2 separate regions of the Mus musculus genome follow, and region 2 is linked to region 1. Evidence: chromatin contacts called from public promoter capture Hi-C data. All regions are on one chromosome and are shown on one strand. Each heading gives the region's core, a stretch centred on a gene start, on an enhancer-like site or on the middle of the called end of the contact. The rest is flanking DNA. Distances are from core to core; before and after follow the strand shown.

The links. Promoter capture Hi-C pulls out the DNA fragments that hold promoters and counts their contacts.
Region 2: a contact with region 1 is called in a promoter capture Hi-C map of liver. The contact joins the promoter of Zswim2 here to the promoter of Fam171b in region 1. A contact is called at or near these places in 3 of 39 promoter capture datasets (hippocampal neurons and liver) and 2 of 115 datasets of contacts at active chromatin or transcription factors (memory CD8 T cells and neural progenitor cells).

Annotation. Positions count from the first base shown.
Region 1 is chr2:83,811,216-83,814,107 of GRCm38.p6, reverse strand. It overlaps Fam171b (family with sequence similarity 171, member B), which reads right to left and starts at 1,496. Exons shown (of 8, transcript NM_175514.3): 1 at 1,131-1,496. The coding sequence starts at 1,359.
Region 2 is chr2:83,939,788-83,942,679 of GRCm38.p6, reverse strand. Zswim2 (zinc finger SWIM-type containing 2) reads left to right here and starts at 1,454. Exons shown (of 9, transcript NM_027964.2): 1 at 1,454-1,666. The coding sequence starts at 1,502.

The DNA.
Region 1 (2,892 bases), core at 247-2,746:
TATAATGCTGCTAGGCAGATTTTAAAACAAAAATATCAGTGTTATAACACTCACTCATCTAGGGTTTGTGAAACCTCAGCCCACTACCCAGAAAATTGGTGGGGTTTTGTTGTTGTTGTTGTGTTTTGTTTTCATTTTTTAAAAAGCCCCCCCCTTTTTTCCCCCAAAGCCCAGACAGAATTTAAAATGTAAAAGGTAACTAAGTGGATTGTGGGCTGGGTAAAAGCTATTTAAACGGATAACCCAGCTCTTTGCTCTTCGGAGAGCTTTACCTGAGGGAGAGGGAAACAGAAAATAGAGGACTGTGATGGTCATATAAATTACACCCGTATCTCATCACCCTTTACCGAATGAGTCAAGAGATGGCTCATTTAAGTTCCACTACAAGGAGATTCCCCTCAGGGGGAGGGGCTGGTTATGCTACCCAAACACCACTCCAAGCTACCTGTCTCCCTCCCACATCCCTTCCTTCAACTACAAACTCCTGTTTCATTTTTTTTTCTTTCATCTTATTGTAGCAAATGCATTTTTTCCCTGTTTTTGCAAGCCGCCTTGGATCTTTCCTGGGGTAAGAAGAGAAATATAAAGAAATAGAGATCCCGCCCCCCCCCCCACTTCCCCGGTTCTAAATTTAAATACAGCAGGCAGGGAGAAACAGTGCAAACGCTGTGTGGGTGTACATGGCAAGACGGTTTGCTCAGTATCTAGGAGAGGATAGAGAAGAGAATGCTAAAGGGATTTGAGAGCGTGTGTGTGTGTGTGTGTGTGTGTGTATGTGTGTGTGTGTGTGTGTGTGTGTGTGTGTGTGTGTGTGTGTGTGTAGAAAGAAGAGGGAAAATAAGATTAGTGGAATAGTGGAAACAGGCACCCATCTTGACCATCCTTACCGTCCACCCCCACCCCACCCCCAGCCCCCGACCCTTCTGAAGCCCACTGCAGTGCTCTGCGGGAAAGATTTCCCACCCGAGCAAAGAGCTAAAGGCCGAACGGGCAACCTGGGAAGACGCGAAGGAATTGAGACCAGCAAAGATAGGCTAAGCGGAGACGAGAAAGGAGCTAAGAATCCCGGGAAGCCTGATGCGATCGCTGGCACAGAAGAAGTAAAGCAGGGCTGGGCTACCGAGACGTACCTGGAGCCACCAAAGTAGAGGATGCCCCAGGCACCTCCGGCCTCCCCTCCTCTGCCTCCTCCCGCTGCTTTTGCTCTTGCAGCTGCTGCTGCTGCTGCTGCTGGATGAGGCTGAGGTCGGAGCGACTGAGTTCGGCTCTAGCGGCCGCGGGGACCAGCCGCGCCTTCAGCAGCACAGCGGCCAGGCCGAGGAGCAGGGCGCAGGGGACGCGACGGCAGAGCCTCGCCATGGCGAAGAGCCAGGGAGCCACGGAGGCATATTGCGGGGCTGCGGGAGGCGGCGGGCGCCAGGGCTGCGGAACCCGGCCGCGCCCGCTCGCTCGCTCCCCCTCGCGCCGTCTGCGGTGCACAGCCTCGGCAGGAGGAGGAGGAGCGGGCCGGCAAGAGGATGGCGAGCCCGCTTTCGCATCCTCGCGCACGTGACCGCCGGGAGGGGCGAGCGGGGGCCTGGGCCCTGTGGCTACCCAGCAAGTGCTCTGCAAGGTGATGCTGGTGCCCAGGCGTTTAGCTAGGCGGAGATTAACAGGAAAGAGTTTCTGGCCCTTAATCTTTACCGAGGCAGCAGGAAAATGTAGAGTGGAATAAAATTCCTTCCACTAGACACCGAGGTAGAAAAAGGTGGCACATTAATTTCCTTCTAAAGCAATCAGACAACTGTGGTTCAAAAGCCAGGTTCCTTTAACGGAATAGTCTCTGCTGTCCCTTGGCCCACTTACAAGATAAACTGATATTCTCCAGGCTTTTTTTTTTTTTTTTTCTGCTTAAATGAGAATTTCTTTCTTCATCATAAATTATTCCTAATTACACCTTTTCTATTTGTAACCTATACTTTCCATGTGTTTGGAGGGTTTTTTAATTTGTTTTGTTTTTTAATGTCTTGCTAGATATGGTGGCTCACACCTTTAATTTTTAGCACTCAGGAGGTAGAGGCAGGCAAGTATTAGTAATTTGAGACCAACTTTGTTCTACATAGGGAGTTCTAGGACAGCCAGGGACTATAGAGAAAGACCCTGTCTCAAGACAAACAAACAATCAAACAAACAAATAAAAGTCTTATTTAACAAATAATAAACTAGGAGTTCTCTGTGCGTTTTAATCAGGAGCTTAGAATAAGTAAAATAGAATCCCTTCGTTCCAAATACTTACTGCCTGTTAGGGCAAGGCAATAAATATATAAGCAAAATATAGTCCACAGTGGTGGTTGCAACTGAAGAAGCAGTACAGGCATTTAGAGCTTACACAGAGTTGAAAGAAATTAAGTAAAGTCTGTGAAAGACACCGGGGAAGGTAGTCTGCACAAAATAAAAATTCACACAGAAATAGTAGATACCAAGTCGTCGAAAAACTGGAAGTGCGTTTGTGTGTGTGTGTGTGTGTGTGTGTGTGTGTGTGTGAGAGAGAGAGAGAGAGAGAGAGAGAGAGAGAGAGAGAGAGAGGCATAAAAGCATAATGTATTGGGAAAGTTTAAGCTGGGAAAGCAGTTACCAGAGGACTTATCCTTTTCTACAGTGAGTGCAGACTATTAAACTGTTTAAAAATAACTAGCAGACACTTGTGCTTACTGTGTGAGGCACTGTTCTGGCATCTCACAGATGGCAAATGCAGCAACCTTGGATGCTATATAAGCAAGCAGAAATCTACACTAAAGACCATTCTGGAGGTTGATTGGGAGAGAGATACCTACCAACCATGCTTTTAATTTTCTTTTTTGAGGGTCACTTTGCTATCAGCATGAAAGACAGATTGGAGAAGGGAAGGCAGGG
Region 2 (2,892 bases), core at 205-2,704, 130 kb before region 1:
GTACTTTCTGTTTTTAACTTGCATGAGAACATGAATTCTGTACTTCTACCAATCCTCAAATGGAATTAATGAACTACAGTCAACTTATATAATTTATAATTTAAGCATGTGACCTTTTTGAAAATAGTACTTATCACACATGAAGCAAATATCATTCTAAATAAATGCAAAGGCTTAAACATTTATTGCTGTTTGGTTTTTAAATCCTCAAACAGCTATATGCATACACACACATTCAGGCACACGGAGTATGGTGTGTGAATAGTAACTACTTAAAGTACCTTCACTATGAAAACAAACTCATTCTATTTCATAGAAAATATGAACTGACATTCACTAATTCTGAGCTTTTAAATAATAAACACTATTATATAAAATGAGTTTACAGTTTATCTTCTTCTCAGGGGTTTTCTTAATGTATGGTGTTTTCCTTTGCTAACACAATGTTTCACTAATGCTAGTGTTGGAAGAATGATAGTGTAACTGTTAGTTCTTCATTACTTAATAAGAAAGCAAAACAAAATAGTTTTGTTCAAACCCTGGACCTGAGGTTCCATAGTGTTTGTACAGATGGCTCACGCCTTGTCAAAGCTGCCATTACCACCGTCTGCACACTAGGCTGGTCCCTTTGCCATTTTCTTTTCCGGTTCTTGACCTGATCTAGTTGTGGTTTCCTCTCCTGATAAGATAGGATCAATGCATTCCTTCTTCCTGTGACCAAGCCACCAAGCAGAGCTCTCTGCCGCTTTCAGTTTCTTAAAAAGAATCCAGCCACATGGATTCAGTAACCATGACTCAAACTATTGACTAATATTTTAGGATAGCTCTCAACTTGGAATATAGAAACAAAGTTCAGAAACAATTTGTGGATTGTTGGGTCAGCCTTGAAAAATGTTACTCCTTAAAATAGTGCTTTATCAATTTTGAGGGTGTGGATATTGACAGCACATCCAATATCCAAACCCAACATGAAACTTGAGAGTTTCTCCTAGCTTCAAAACCAACACGACCATACAGACACACAGACACACACACACACACACACAGAGACACACACACACACTCACACACACCCCTAGAGGGTGTACTAGCCCTGCTTTCTCCATCTTTCCTCAGCCACTAATTGCATGCTGTTGTGAGCCACTGGAAAATGTTTGTGGAATATCAACCATCGTGGTGAGTTTTTTTTTTTTTATTATGAAAGAGAAATTCACAGAACTTAACTTCATCCTCTGGAGCCCACACTGTAACTGGATCTAAGAATGTGCAGATCGACAGTCTTGCCTGTGAACAAATAAGCAAAAAGAATACTAGGTGTGCAGCTGTGCCTGTGACCTCAGGTTTCAAAGTCTAAGCTTGGACTTCGGAAATTTCTCCAACCCCAACTACTGCAGGGTAGCTCTCTGGACAGAACCACCGTTACCGCAGCAACCGCGCTGCACGCTGTTGCCATAGAGACCCAAGGCGCCTCAGAAAGCTAGAGGCTCCACGGCCGCCAGGGATGCTTCGCGGAGGCTGTAAAGCCTCAGAAAAGCGAAGACACTTAAGCGAGAGCCTCAGCTGGCAGCAAGACCAGGCGCTGAGTAGCAGCATCTATCTCCTGCGACAGATCGGCCCCACAGGCTTCCTACTGAAGGAGGAGGAGCCAGAAAAGGGGGATTTCCGAGTAACTACCGCACCACCAAGCTCCCTTGGGGATTGGGGGATGGGCAGTAGGAGAAGGGCGGGAGGGGGCGGAGTAGGGGAGGTGTCCCAAGCCAACTTCCCAGTTTCTGCAGAAATGGTGGCACACGCCTTTACTCCCAGCACTTAGGAGGCAGAGGCAGGCGAATTTCTGAGTTCGAGGCCAGCCTGGTCTACAGAGTGAGTTCCAGGACAGCCAGGGCTACACAGAGAAACCCTGTCTCTGAAGAGACAGAGAGAGAGAGAGAGAGAGAGAGAGAGAGAGAGAGAGAGAGAGAGAGAGAGAGATCATTCCCATGAGTACTCCCCAGAATTTAAAAATGTGCACCTTACAAAAGTAAATACTGTTTGCCAGAAAATGCTCTTCCTTGATAGTTAGGAATTCAAATTGCGTACGATTCTTGTAAAATGATGGTGTGTATTCCTGGATGCCTTGTTGGTGTTCCCCAGCCCTGTAAATTAAATGAGAATCCTACTATCTTCTAAATATTTGCTCATTAAAATCAGTTTCTCTATGATAGTTTCTATGATCATTTTCTTTTTGCTCAGTTTTAAAACTGTAACAGCTCATTAAAGGGTAGCTTAAATGTTCATACTTTGAAAGCATGTGCATGAGGAAGAGTTCCATTTCGTCTTGTTAAAAGAGAAGAGATGTTTCATATTTACATGTCCTGCTCTTATCTGTCAAAAATGAGCCACTGAACACTTCCCTGTCGTTTTAGAAACTTTAAATCTATTGCCTCATAGTTAGGAGTACTGGATACAGTTTATCACTCTGTGCTTTGTTCAAAGCATGCTTCTTTGATTTGCTTATTTATTGAGTGTAGTTGTTTTAGCCTATACAGTCTTAAATAAAACTAATCTTCTACCAAAAGTAAAGTTCGAATGCAAACGTCAATCAACCAAAAATATCAATCAATAAATAATCAAAGTGAGCAAGCCTTTTTACAAAACTCATATAACTCTATACTTTTAAAAAAAAAGTAATGGTTTGGAAGGAGAGCTTTTAATTTTAGATTTAATTTCATCTAAGCATGGATGACTTTTAGAAAAAGTGTTCATTCACAGTGCCAGTTGGTAACCAAGGCCAAGAATAAAGGAGTAGAAACCCAGTTTCCAATGTTAAGAGAGAATATTTTTCAGAAGGCCCTGTTTGATCATATCCAAAGTTCAGAGCCACTAAACCAGTCAAGAATTTAAATCTCTTTT